Linked DNA regions of Sus scrofa: regions 1 and 3 are each linked to region 2. Evidence: chromatin contacts called from public HiChIP or PLAC-seq data. All regions are on one chromosome and are shown on one strand. Each heading gives the region's core, a stretch centred on a gene start, on an enhancer-like site or on the middle of the called end of the contact. The rest is flanking DNA. Distances are from core to core; before and after follow the strand shown. Region 1 has its middle 58 kb from the start of TBC1D9. Region 2 holds the start of ELMOD2 (ELMO domain-containing protein 2). Region 3 holds the start of TBC1D9 (TBC1 domain family member 9).

The links. HiChIP or PLAC-seq counts read pairs in DNA pulled down with a chosen protein or histone mark.
Region 1: an H3K27ac HiChIP or PLAC-seq map of alveolar macrophages shows a contact between it and region 2. The contact joins the enhancer-like site here to the promoter of ELMOD2 in region 2. A contact is called at or near these places in 18 of 47 Hi-C or Micro-C datasets (alveolar macrophages, blood, embryonic fibroblasts and 11 more) and 2 of 2 datasets of contacts at active chromatin or transcription factors (alveolar macrophages and skeletal muscle).
Region 3: an H3K27ac HiChIP or PLAC-seq map of alveolar macrophages shows a contact between it and region 2. The contact joins the promoter of TBC1D9 here to the promoter of ELMOD2 in region 2. A contact is called at or near these places in 2 of 47 Hi-C or Micro-C datasets (fetal heart ventricle and heart right ventricle) and 2 of 2 datasets of contacts at active chromatin or transcription factors (alveolar macrophages and skeletal muscle).

The regions. Positions count from the first base shown.
Region 1 is chr8:86,342,447-86,346,980 of Sscrofa11.1, reverse strand. No RefSeq gene overlaps it. Among named protein-coding and RNA genes, the nearest start is that of TBC1D9, 58 kb to the left of the region's middle. Within about 2 kb of position 2,565, at least 2 of the 83 cell types and tissues checked have an H3K27ac peak or open chromatin away from gene starts, as enhancers often do. A contact at or near this core is called in alveolar macrophages, where this site is marked.
Region 2 is chr8:86,544,014-86,548,807 of Sscrofa11.1, reverse strand. It overlaps ELMOD2 (ELMO domain-containing protein 2), which reads left to right and starts at 2,156. Exons shown (of 9, transcript XM_021101556.1): 1 at 2,156-2,286; 2 at 3,400-3,554. The coding sequence starts at 3,413.
Region 3 is chr8:86,400,564-86,405,486 of Sscrofa11.1, reverse strand. TBC1D9 (TBC1 domain family member 9) reads right to left here and starts at 2,742. Exons shown (of 21, transcript XM_021101555.1): 1 at 1,644-2,742. The coding sequence starts at 1,773.

The DNA.
Region 1 (4,534 bases), core at 1,316-3,815, 200 kb after region 2:
AGAACCTACACACTGTGGGCAAAGATATTATATTTTATTTTTCATCTCTCTGGCTTCTTTTCTTCTGAGGTCAGCAGGAATGGGTTTTCATCTCATTAGAGGTAGTAAATTCTGAAATCTAAGAGTTGTTTTTCTAAGACTGTGTGTGGGATATGGGATAAATGAATAATTAATAGATATCGTCATTCTGTCATTCTTTTGTGTCCTTGAGATTCAGAATTCTCATTATAGAATAAAGATGCATACAGATGAAACAGACACATTTAAAAGCTTTGCAGTACTAGACTTGAAGTAGAAGTAGCAGGATAAACTCAGGAGGTTTTAAAAAATTGTAGGTATCACTGAAGAGGCATAGAAACAATAACCAAGCTAGGAGCAATGAGTATGATGAATGCTTAGTGGCCTATTATTTCTTAGACCTATAGCTAATTCCATCTTTGGAGCAGGAAATGTACAAGAAGATTCTGGAACATTTCTTTATGTCAGAGAGTGAGAAAGCTCTTGAAGGATAGTAGTGTAGGAAGGACTTTGGACTCAACTCAAAGAGACTCCCATTGGCCAAAGATAGGACAACTTGAGCTTCTCACAGCAAAGTCTAAGCTAAAGAGTTATCCCAATTGGTGTAGCCCAGCTTAGCAGCGTCCTGCATGGAGCATGGCTTTCTCTGGTGTCTATTATAGATTTCGCTCTTTAGGACTTTGCTTTGCTAAGGGAAGAGATGAGCTGAGTCTAGAGCTGCCTTTTCCAAGTCCCTTGTTTAGTAAGAATACATTATCTCACCTGAATTAATACTTTTTGTCTGCTCCTCATCAATGCTGGCATCCTGGAAAATGGTTCTTTATAAAATATGCCCCTTTAATGACCAGTCTCAAAGTTTTTGTTTTACGTGATTTAATCTTATCCTTTTCTATAATTTTCCCTATATTTTGCAGCTAATATTTAAATGTCTCATTTATACTATTTTCCCCAAATCTCCCAAATAGCCTGGTGTACAGTAATCACATATTCCTAATTCTAATTCCTGGGTGAAATTGTTTATTTTTTTTTTCTTTTTGGATGAAAAGGATAAAACAGGTAGGTGGGGAGCAGGTTGATCCTTCAGTCATTTATTGTGCAAATACATATAGCCAGCCTGCTCTGAGCCAGGTCCTGTGCTGGGCACGGGGATACACGGAGAATAAAAACATGAACCTTAATCCCAAGGTATGCGCCGTCTAGAGAGGAAAATCAATACTCATCTAACAATCACATGAGTGAATTATTCATGCCGAGCATTGTCTCATACTATGTTGAGCACACACAGGTGACCTGTCATTAGAGCTATGAAAGCAAAGTACAGGGTGCTCTGTAAGCTTTTAGCAAAAAAGGCTGCCTAACCTAGAGCTGAGAGATGCTTCCTCCATGGGAAAGCGGCTGAGCCAAGATCCCAAGGAGCACAGACTGAACTAGAAGAAGGGGAGTGGGGCTGGAACACTTGGAGTGAGTGGGGAGTGGTATGAGATAATTTTGAGATGCCAGAGCCTGCAGGACTTAGGAGGTCAAGTTAAGGATTCCGTTTCATTTTTTTGTTTTTGTTTTTGCTTTTCTTTTAGGGCTGCAGGTGTGGCATAGGGAAGTTCCCAGGCTAGGGGGTCGAATTGAAGCTACGGCTGCCGGCCTATGCCACAGCCACAGCAACATGGGATACGAGCCCCATTTGTGACCTACACCACAGCTCTCGGCACCACTGGATCCTTAACCCAGTGAGTGAGGGCAGGGAGGAATCCAAGTCTTCATGGATACTAGTTGGGTTCATTTCTGCTGAGCCACAATAGGAACTCCAAGTTAAGGATTCTGTACTGTACTTGGACTTAGTAGAAATGGGAGGACATTAGAAGATTTTAATTGTGTGTGTATGTGTGTTTGTGTGTGTGTGTTTATATAGAGGCTGATCTTGGTGCTGTGCTTTTTTTTGTCTATTCCAGAGGCATGCGGAAATTTCCAGGCCAGGGATCGAAACGGAGCCACAGCAGTAACCTAAGCCATGGCAGTAACAACATTGAGTCCTTAACTGTCAGGCCACCAGGGAACTCCTTTCGGATGTGCTTAAGCTAAACGATTAAATGCATGCGCTGTCTTGTGAAATGCTTCATGGAATAAGATATTTGTGGCCAATCAGTGAATACATGATACTCTAAGCACGTTTCTTCCATGTGACTTTGCAGCAACATAAGTCTGGCCAGGGAGAGGGCATTTCTAGTTTTGTCAGTTCTAACCTGCTTCTCAGTGGGGGAGACAAATTTTCAGTAATACATAAACCTAAGTGTTCTGTCTTCTGGTTTAGTCCAATACACATTCTTTCTTCTCTAATACACCCTCTACCTCAGCCATGTTGGTTGGTGGCATCTGTCCCCCTTCTTACAAGGGTTACTGGTACAAGGGTTACTGGACAAGATTTCGGAATAGTTATTCTTTCTCAAAATTACCCTGCAAACTCTGTTTCCAGCGAAGCCACACACCTCTGTTCTCCAATGCCAGGGCCCCTCTTCCATTCAATGGTCAACTGAGCCCCCTACTGGGAGAAACAGTGCAACTACACAAATACCATCAGAAGGCAAGTGCTCACTATCACTGGTGCATTACCATCCAATGCTAACTGTCTTTCCTGTGCACCGGCTAAGAAACCTACTTTTTACACTAGTTTGAAGTCCTTTGCAGTCACTCAGACATATAATTACAAATAATTAGCTTTTCATTCTGTGCATTTCCCAATGATTCTGAAGAGTCATTGTAACAGTTAATACCAAATAGATTTATGGTCTTGAAAAATCTGGAACTGATGTTAAGAAAGAATTCGATCCAGTATCCTGCTTCAAGAACTTCTAACCTATTCATGATGCTGAGTTATCTATTCTATTCCCAATATTTCCAAGGAAGTGACATCACAAGAGCATAAAAAAACAATTTCTCTGTTTCTAGCAATTCTTTGGGTTCACAGAATTGATAAATATCTCTTTTAAAATTTATTTTAGAATACTTTTAGACTTCTGGAAACATTACAAAGATAGTACAGAGCATTCCTGTTGTCTCTCACCTTATTTTCCCTCTTAATATCTGATATTACCCTGGTACATTTGTTGCAATTAAGGGATCATCGCTGGTACATTCCTGGGAACTAAACTCCAGCTGTTTTCCAGATTTCACTCATTTTCCCTTAATATCCTTTTTCTGTCCCAGTATCCCATCTCCAATACCACATTACACTTCATCTTCTTGTCTCCTTAGACTCCTCTGATTTCTGAGAGTTTGTATAACTTAGATTTTGATAGTCTTGACCACTTCGAGAATACCAGTCATTGATTTGGAAGAATGTCCCTTTGCATGGACTTGCCTGGGTTTTTTTTATTTTGTTTTTTAATTTTCCTTTTTTGTGTGTGTGTGTGTGTGACCGTGGCATGCAGAACTTGATGTGGGATCTTAGTTTCCAGACGAGGGATTAAACCCAGGCTGTGGTGGTGAAAGTGCAAGTCCTAACCACCAGACTACCAGGAAACTCTCTTAATTATAATTTTATTATTTATTGTTTGGGTCTATTTCCTTTATATATTCACTTGACAACCTTTACCTTAATATCTCTAATTTTTCTCTTATTTTCAGTGTGCATTGCTGCTGTAAGATGAGGCTTGCTAATAATATCACCTAACATCTGCAATATTGGTTCTATTCTAAATCTTAGCTATTTGAAAATTTTATCCCAAACACAGGGACGATACTCTAAACCTTCCCTACTATATATATTTTTTTAATTTAATTTTTTTCTTTTTTTGGCCACACCCATGGCATCTGGAAGTTCTGGGTCAGAGATCAAATCCAAGCCCCACCACAGAGACAATACTGTCTCCTTAACTCGTTGTACCACAGCAGGCACTCCCAAACCTTCCCTACTTTTTTATTAAAAAATTTTTTTTTGGTCTTTGTCTTTTTAGGGCTGCACCTGCAGCATATGGAAGTTCCCAGGTTAGGGGTCGAATCAGAGCTGTAGCTGCCAGCCTACACCACAGCCATGGCAACACTGGATCCTTAACCCACTGAGCGAGGCCAGGGATTGAACCCTCGTCCTCGTGGATACTAGTTGGGTTCTGAGCCACGATGGGAACTCTTTTTTTTTTTTTCCATTTGTTTCCAGTGTATTTGTCGTCTCGATGAAGCATTTTTATGATAGCAGCTTTAAAATCTTTGTCAGATAATGCTGACATCTCTGTCAGCTCAGTCTTAAGCCTGATTTTTTTTTTTTTTTCTAATCATGGTTATACTAGGTTTATGTTTTGAGTTTGGGGAGGAAGCCACAGATCTAAAGTAACTCTCTCTTCACATCATAACATAGAGACACACTAGCAACAAGACTTATCGCTGCTGAGGTTGGCTTTGATCATCTGGCTGGGGTAGTGTCAGATTTCTCCATGGCAAAGTCACTTTGTTATTATTTTTCATTTAAGTCTCTTCGCTTTTGTTTTATAGGGATGAACTTGTCAGCTGTCCCTTTAGAAGAGGGAAA
Region 2 (4,794 bases), core at 907-3,406:
TTAATTAACAGTCATACCAACCAACTCCTTCCATTAAGTAGTTTCTAAAATCAACAGAGCCTTGGTTGTTTAGTCTGAAAATCCAAGAAAGCAGAGATTCCTGAGTACTACTCAAAAATATAACCGAACTCCATTACACCATAGCCTTTGTTTTCCATGTAGGTATATCTGATAAGGCCTGGTAGAAGCACACAAGTTAGTCCAGGAACCTAAGTAGGTCCCTCCTCCTCCTTGAAGCCAGAACTCTAATCTTAGGATTTGGCCAGCCACATGGAAGAAGGAAGCCATAGAGAACAGGAGAGAAAGAGAGAAAGTCAATCTTCCCCGGGGCACAGGACTGGTTTAACGCATCTGCTACTTACATGCAAATGAATTCATGGAAGAGAGAAGAGAAAATCATATGCACATGGTAATTTAATGTATAGTGATCCTGCTCCCAATAAATGCTGTTCAGTCAGCCTCTCACATTCTTACCAAACAGGTTAGCATTCTCCTCTCTTGGAGAGAAACATGAATAGAAGTGGGCCATCAGGCAGCATGGAGACAAGGAAATATGTTCCTTTCTGCCCACTCTATCTTCAGTGTAGCACACTGAAAAGGTAAAAGGATTATATAACTGTACTACAGAATTATCTGACTTTCTATTATATGAAGGTCTTGTGTAATAACCGAGAGACCTCTGAAATAAAGGTTTGTTTCTACTTCTTGCCAATTTGCTTTGCCTTTCTGAATCTTTTTATGTACAACGAAAAATATCCATTGAGTTGATCTTTAAGTTTCTTTCAAGATCTGAGTCTGTGTTTTATTATTATAGTACATATCCAGATTTCATTACCAAGTTGATTGTTGGTTGCTTCTATGGGGCAGGGATGGTGGCTTATACACCCTTTACATGTCTAGTGTTTACAACTAGCACCTTTTAAAAAATGTTGGTTGAGGTGTGGAAAAGTGTGCACTGCTATTTTGTTAAAATTTATGTTAAATAGGAGATGGAGGTAATGTAACAGGGGATGTAATATATATTTATAATTTTACTTGCCAGAATGTCCCTGGAGGTATAAAGAAACTAATACTGGTTCCTTTTGAGCATGGGGGCTGAAGGACCAGGAGTTGTGCATGACAGTGAAAGTTGTTTTTCAATATGTTTGTCTTTTTACTTACGTTTTAATTCTCCCCTTGGTCTTTCTCCTCCAGCCACCCTACCCTTCTTGCTATTCCTCCAACTTATGAAGTATGCTCCTGATTCAAGGCCTTTGCACTTGCCATTCTAGTGTCTGAAATACTCTCTAGCGTCTGGAATATTCTCCCTTCACATACTCCTTTACTTCATTCCAAACACTGCTCAAATATCCCCTTAACACCGATACCCCTCTGACTCCCCTGTATGTAAAACTCTTCCTCTCTTCCCTAATATACCCCTTACTATAGTGCCATTTAACATACTAAATATTTTCATTTATTGACTGTATGACTCCCTTTTGCAACACTGCCTGGTGCATAACAATCAACACATACTTGTTGAATTAATGAATGTACTGTTTGAGGTTCGATTTTTCTAAAAAATCATGTGCATAAATTACCGTAAATTATTTTTTTCCAGAAAAAAACAACTAGTTAAGGAATGAATGTTCGCTGAATCAGCTATTAGCTTTTTATTATTGTAGGACAAAGTCCAAACTTTTTACTCAACGTACAGGGCTCTCTATCTGCCACGGGCAAGTCATTCAACGTAAATTCCGTTTTCTCATTCTTGAAGTGGGACTGTTACTAATTAAACCACAGAATTAAGATTAAATATAGGTGAAAGCGCTTCTGTACCCTTGGCGCTATTAAAACTATACAAAGCACATCGCTTCTCCGGTGCCTGGAATCTAGGAGGAGTACACGGTTTCAACTTACGCAAAAGACCTTAAGTTCAAAGCGAGAAAAGTCTACGAAGCCGCCGCACCAAAGACCAATCTTCGGCGTGGGGTGTGCCTCGAGGGAGCGGTTGCCAGGGCAACCGTCGGGCGTTCCTGGAATCCGAGTACGCGCGACGCGGCAGCTCCGAGCGACGTCCTTTCAGAGATAGCGATTGGTGGACCTCGGGCCTATCGGCGAGCAGGTGGGGCGGGACGGGGGCGAGCAGAGTCCCGGGGAAGGCGTTCCCGCTGCCTGGCTCCCGACTTCCGGGTCGCGGTGCTTGCAGGGAGCGGACCGCGGGTAGCGTCGTTTCCGTTGCCGGCAGTTTGCAGTTGGGGAAACCGAGGCAGCTCCAGCTCCCCCTAGTTCTTCCGCTCTCGTGAGGTGGCTGCTGTTTCTTTTCCTCTTGCCCGGCGCCGTTTGGGTGCTGCTGAGCTGAGGGCGCGCGAACCCCGCGGTGTCCTACGGAAAGTCCGCGCAGGGCGCCAGGGCCGGCGCGGCTTTGTGCTAGCGGTTCCCTCCCACCCTTGGGCTGGGCGCGAGCTGGGCTTGGCCAGGCTCCAGAAGGGGGGCTCGGCGCAAGCGGCTCCCCGAGGGCTGGCGAGCTGGCGTTTCCTCCGCTTGGCATTTCGGCTTCTTTTGTCCTGATGAGCGAGGAACAGATGGATTCATTTTAAAGTCACAGTTCAGCCCATTTTTGATTGCACTGATTTTGCACTGATCTGCGGGAATCTCGAATTTGACACTCCCTCGGGAAATGGAGTGATATATTTGTGAGTTTAAGGCAGGAAGGAGATGAGCATTTTTGAGTAATTACTCCTGACTTGCATTTCCCCGACCCCGCTTCATTTAGGAATTGAAGATTTTTCTTATGGGATAAAGATTCTGTCTTATCGAGGGTGTCGTTTATTACTCTTCTTATTATTTCTGCCCTTCACTTGTTGAATGGAATATCGACCATTAGCCAGGGTGTGATTCTTACTCCGAGTTCAACTTGTGTACTTCAGTTTGTAAGCCATATGTAGTGTTCTTATTTGCTGGGATCACCTGCCTGTGCGACAGATGTTACTGGAATTATTCACAGGGTTTAAGAAGACTTATTCCTTATACGAACAATTCTGATATATGGTATATTTGATTTCACTGTTGCTTAGCTGGGGTCGTTTTGTTCTTAAGCAGTTGAGCCCTGTTCTCAAAAAATAAGAAACTAAAATAGAGAACTGAGAGCGTGAATCTAATTAAGTAATTTGACTTTCACAATTGTTTAAAAGTGGTAAGTTGGCCATTTGACCAGCCATCATTTAATTAATCTAAATGTTATGTCCTACACCTGTCATTGTTTTCTTAGATGCTTAAACACTACTACTAAAATAGACATAATGAAATAACTATATTAGTGTAATTTGGAATTGATGAGTTGGATAAACTGTGATTTTTTTCCCCTTTTAAAAAATCCAATTTAAAGCTATTAAACCTGTCCTGTATTTCCTTCTTCAGGGAAAAAAAAAAAATGTTTATTTCTTTGTGGGAGTTCTTCTATGGGCACTTTTTCCGATTTTGGATGAAATGGCTCTTAAGACAGATGACTGGAAAATGTGAATTGCAGCGAATTTTTGATACCTATGCAGGTGCACAGAGGACACACAGAATAGGTAATGTTCAAAAAAGAATAATTGAAAACGAATAAAATTTTAACTTAATGTTCTCAGTGCTTACAGTGACAGATGTACTCATGTATCATGGTCAAGTCACTTAATCTCAGTTTCATAATCTTTGAAATCTAGCTTTGAAGTCTTCCAGCTCTAAAAGTGATTTTCTAGAAAAAAGAAACTCGTTATTACTTAATTCTGCATCTGTGCAAAGAGTAATCTTCTCTAGCTCCTGAAATTCATCAGTTGTATATTAGATTATACTACTACTTTCTAGAGGAAACTCGCTACTTCTGTAAGCCCTTTGAAATTTTCACTCAAGGGAAAGGAGTCCGTTTTTCATATTCAGCATTCTTCATCAATCTTTTGATCTCATGTAATTCATGAAAACAGTACTACTAAAAATCTGCACTGTCCTGTACAGTAGCCACTGGCCACATGTGGCTGTTTATAATACTTCAAATGTGATGAGTCTAAATTGAGATGTGCAGAAGTATAAAATATACACTGGATTTCAAAGACTATATGAAAAAAATAAAAGTGATCTTATTAATTGTTTATATTTATTGTATGTTGAAATGATAATGTTTGGCTCTCGGATTAAAATATATTAATTTTATCTGTTTCTTTTAGTCTAATGTGGCTACTAGAAAATGTTATAGTACATATGTGGCTCACATTTTGGCTCACATTATATTTCTTTTGAGCAGTGCTGCTCTAGTATGTGCTAAAATTGATGAGCTTTCCATACTTAATTGAAAATATTTTTTTAAATTAGAACACAGAAGAATGGAGTTCCCATTGTAGCTCCAGTGGTTAACGAATCTGACTAGGAACGATGAGGTTGCGGGTTCGATCCCTGGCCTTACTCAGTGGGTTGAGGATCTGGCGTTGCCATGAGCTGTGGTGTAGGTCACAGACAAGGCTTGGATTCCCACGTGGCTGTGGCTCTGGCATAGGCCAGCTACTATAGCTCCAATTAGACCCCTAGCCTGGGAACCTTCATATGCTGTGAGTAGGGTCCTGGAAAAAAAGACAAAAAATTTTTAAAAAAAGTTTAAAGATTAGCATAGAAGCTAAAAAAAAAAAAAAAAAAATAGAAGAATGAGAAACATAATCAAAGTCATTTCTCTTTAACCAGAGTAAGGAAAGGAAGACCAGGGATTGGCTGCAGTTCATGTTCACTATGTTAAATGGAAAAATCATGACTTAACAGAAACTCCTTTGTGTTGAACAAGCGTGC
Region 3 (4,923 bases), core at 1,493-3,992, 140 kb after region 2:
TAAGAAGATGAAGTTTTATCTGAAATGTCATCAATGATGAGATTCTAAGTGGACTGCAGTTAATTACAGCTCTAAGAATCAGTAGGAACACAATAAAAATGTCCACTGGAAAAAGAAGGTTCTGCACTTCTTATTTTTTATAACTTATTGTAAATGACTCCAGAAAATAAATACTTAGTAGTTCATGGTGTGGGAGGATTAACTCCAGGCAGGAAATGTTCTCTGTTAATACAATAAACTATCTACTTTGTTGTTCTAGACTTAAAGGACAATCTGGACTGGTACCAATATTAGATACTCAAGTTTCAGGTTAATGTATATAGTTAGACAACTTCTACAAAATGAAGAGGAAAATTCTGATTCTAGGCCAGAAATCAGAATTTCCAGAACACGATCTGGAGCTCTGCAGATTCCCTTCTCTTTTATGGTAGCAAAAGCGCAGAAAAATTAGATTATCTATAGACCATCTGATGCATTAGCAAGATCTGTCAAACCAGTAGAGGCCATACAGTGTATGACACTTGAAATTTAATCTTGAGAAAACTAGTTTATAAATTATAATCACAACAAATACTTACAACATCAAGAATTTTCAGTTCATAGCAGGGCATTTTGAAGGCTACAATTCACCCAGCGTGTAAGCTGGGGGCGGCCGGCGGGGCGGTGGGGGCGGGGGTCGCGGTTGGGGAGGGTGACATTTTGAACTCTGAAGAGGTCAAGGTTCATCTTTTTTGTGCAATCTCTTTCCGGGTTAAACCTCTCCCGTTTCTTTTGCTAACTTTTTCATTTTAAAAAGTATCCCAGTTTTGTTCATTCTAACCACTGGGGAGAGGAGAAGGTCCAATTTCTCTAGGACAGTATGTGTAGGAGATGATCTGTAATCGCCCACCAAGCAAACTAGTTAATAAAGGAATACCTTTCTAACGTGGCACTTCTTGGGATAGGGGTCTGATTTTACAATCCTGAATGATAACACATGGTTTTAGTAATAGTTACAATATTAGCAATGCTTTGTGCGGGGGTTTGGGAAAGTGATTGAGGTAAGAGTTAAAATGTAGTTATACTGCTAATTCTTTTTACAGCCAGATAACTTGCTTTCTTATGTCTAATTAGATGCAACAACAACAATTCCTTTTTCCTTATTTATTCTCTTAGGTCATAACTAATCTAGGAAATGACCACACCAGCCTCCTTTCCGATTGCTTCGCTGGAAACAAAAGAACATTTTATACCTGAACCTGCCATTACCAGTAAAGAGAATGAAGTAAAAATTAGCCATCCTTCACCTCTCTTGCCGGTATATAAAGCAATATTTTTTAAAGGTGGGAGGGGAGAAGTGCCGCGTTCAAATCATAAGGACTTATGCTCCCCCCTCCCCAGATTCACTCATCATCAACACCACCCACTGAATGGGGCTCCCGGTCCACGAAGGGCCCGCATCGCCTGGAAGCGGCAGAAAAGAGGCATCTCTTTTTTTTTCAGTCCGAAAATGATGACTACTGATGCTTTCAAGCGGCTAAGTGGGGCGGGTCGCCGGGCCCCGAGGGACTGGGCGGCGTCTCGGGTGCCCGCAGCCCGGGGCCGCGGGCGGTGCCGCAGCGCTCCCGGCCCCCCTCCCGCGGGGACACGCCGCGAGTCCTTACCCGCCAGTCCGCCGCCGCCGCCTCCATCGCCCGCGTGCCCCTTCCTCCGCTGCAGGATGAAGTAGGGGTTGGCTCTCTCGGTGATCCACAGCGCGTTGGCCAGCAGCACCTCCTCGGGGTTCACCCACATGTTCCCGGGCGCCGCGGGCGGCCGCACAATGGGGCGGCGGGTCGGGTCCGGCGCACACAGGCGCGCACTCCCAGGCACACGCGCGCCCGCCCGCCCGCCGGCTAAGGTGCCGCGGCAGAGAGCGGCTTCACCAGGGGGCTGCCCGCGGCGCCCGGGCCACAGCTAAGCTCCCGCGGGTGGCGGGGAGGACGGCGAGGACGCGGGCGCCGCGAGCAGCATCCTCTCCGCGGCGGCGCCGCCGCCTCCCGTGAGCCCGCGGCCGCAGACACCCAGGCCTTTCGCTCCGCAGCCCGCCTGGGGCCCACGGCGGCGGGAGGAGCGGGAGGAGGAGGAGGAAGAGGAGCGGGAGGAGGAGGAAGTGGTGTGGCTCAGTCCCGGGATCCCGCCCGGCGGCGGGCTGGGCTGCGGGCGACGCGAGCTGATTCGGCCCCGCGGGTCGGGCCGAGCTGATCTGGGGCGCGGCTGCTCCCGTAGCGCCCACCCACTGCCCGGGCCGCCTCCGTCTCTAGCCGGTCTAAGCCTTCGAGGTCCCCGCGCATTAACACTCCGCGTCGAAGCCGCTCGCACCCTCGGCGAAGCCCAGCTCCCTGCTGGAAGGACGCTCCGGACACTGCAAATGAATGACGACAGCGAGGCTCACTGCGAGCGAGCCCGAGTGACACCAGCTTCCGCGGACGCGAATCCTCCACCGGCCCTGCGAGCCGAGTGCGGCCGCCGCGTCTGGCTTTGCGGGAACCTTCTGGGAACCGGGTGGCAAGCACTCGGCCCCACGCCCATCCCAGCAGGGAGGACGCTGCCAGCCTCCGTGGGGGTGGAGGGGTGCGCGCGCGCTGCGTGTGTATGTGTGTTTATGGTTGACGCTCTGTAGGTTAGCGCCACCCCTCTTCCCAAGAAACGTGCTTCAAGGTTCCAGGCTGCGAGCTGGACCCGGGTCGGAAGTGGGCGCAGCCAATGGTTGTCGATGTTTTTGTTTCCTACATCCCTAGGGCAAGTCATGCGCTAAACTTGTCATCGCCTGTAACCCCTCCCCCTCTCCATTCCATTGTAATTAAAGTGGCCCAGCTAAGTGCATTACATCACTTCTTTCCTTGACCTGTAGGGCAGAAGCAATAGCGAAGTTGGAAGCAGCCCAAAAGCTTAGAGTAACTAATTCACACCACAGCTGTCCCTGTATGAGGCATTTGGCGCTTCGAGAACTGGACATGGCAGAATCCAAGGATTTATTCACACTTAATGGATGGATTTAAATTTTTTAAAAGAATCATTGAAATTAGAGACACACAAACCAGGCCATCTTTATCCCTAGACAGTTTTTCTTTCCCTTGTATTTCGAGTCTGTGGCCATCACAGACCATTCACCTACATATCCGATGACCTTTTTTTTCACTTCTTTTTTACACCCAGTAGATCTGCTGATAGCTGAGCAAAAAGGGGCTCCTCTTCCCAGATGATGGGAATTTACTAAACTCTGCTTTGTCTTGGACATAGGACAACCCCAGGGACCTCTCCCTTTCCAAAAGAGCAAAGCATTCAAATGAGACTTTCTTGTGTGGACTTCGCATTTATTACTTAGCTCTCTCTTGGATTGCTGACTTCCTTCAAATAGTCCAGTGAGCACCTGCCAGCTATTTTAATGAAGATGTCCCTGCACATGTTGGTTTCCTACCTAGTGGGCTCTTGAGAAATGCAAGTCTCCCTTTACATTATCATATTCGTTGACCTCCTGCCTCTTTAGGAAATAGTTTAGATTTCCAGACATTTGTGGTCATTTCACATTTTTTAACACAGACTCAAAAACATCTTTTGGTCAAGGTACAGTGCCTGCATTCACAAAATTTATTGTAAATTTTAAGAAATAAAAATACTGCAAACTGTATGTATGTAAAGTTGTATTAAATCTATATAGAATTCTAATATTTTGATGTGCTTCCATTGATATTCTTTTATTTTATATAATTAACATTAAAAAAAACTTGCTAAGTGCCCTTGTACTGTCTTTTGGGGTGTTCTTACAGTGCTCAAAGCTGTGTCTTGACCTCTCTACTCTACCCCTAAAGTGTGATTTTTTTTTTTTTTTTTTTTTTTGTCCAGCCCAAAGCTCTCTGGCCAGGGATCAAACCTGTGCCACAGCTGTAACCAGAGCCACAGCACTGATAACACTGGATCCTTAACCCACTGAGTCACGAGGAAACTTTGTTAAAGTATGATCTTAGCTTAACACTCTGTATCTCTTGGTGCCAAAAATCTTATTTACTTATGTAATTCATGTGTTCATTCACTCAACGTGTAATTATTGAATGCGTGCACTCTAGGCCTTTGGGATAAGTAAACAAAACACACAAAAATCTCTACCTTCTTGAAGATTAAGATGTAAAAATAGTGGTAAAAACCAAAACAAACTTAAAAAAACGTGTTGAGAACAAGATTGGACACAAAGAGGAGAGAAGAAAAAAAAATTAAGTCCTTAGCTATATTCTGGTTTTGTTTTTTGGTTTTTTGTTTTTTTTAGGGCCTCACCTGCAGCAGATGGAAGTTTCCAGGCTGGGGGTCTTATTGGAGGTAGCTGCCAGCCTACACCACAGCCACCGCAACAAGGGATCAGGTGGTTTGATCTGTGGGATTGTCTCAAACCACTTAAAGAGGCATTCAACAGATAAATAAAATAGGCTTAAAGACATCATAATCTTTGTCACCTGAGATTTCCCACCCATCAATGGAAAAATTCAACTCCAATAGGACTTTGATGGCCCCACTTTGCAGCAGTTAGTTGTTTGCTACTTAGTGGGCGGATCTGATTGAAACAAGATTGTGAGGGTAGTAAATTTGGCACCTCACCCCCATTCCCATTTGTGCTGGCCTTTCCTGCTTTTTTACCTCCGCAATGGTATAGTTCCCTCCCTCTCCTCACCCACTCCCAGTAATTACTTTGTCTCCGAGGAACTTGCCCATCCTTGGAAATAGGAAATAGAGTCTTAAGAACTTTATTTCAGCCCAACCTCACCTCTCTCCCCTCTCCCCACCCCCCAACTGCAGTGCCCACTCCATGACCACCCAGTTCTCCTGGAAGTAAGGGCATGGAGACTGCAGAATACTAGTCTCAGTACCATTCCATCATTCAGAAGCCCCAGGAGAGGTAAGGCCAGTAGAAAA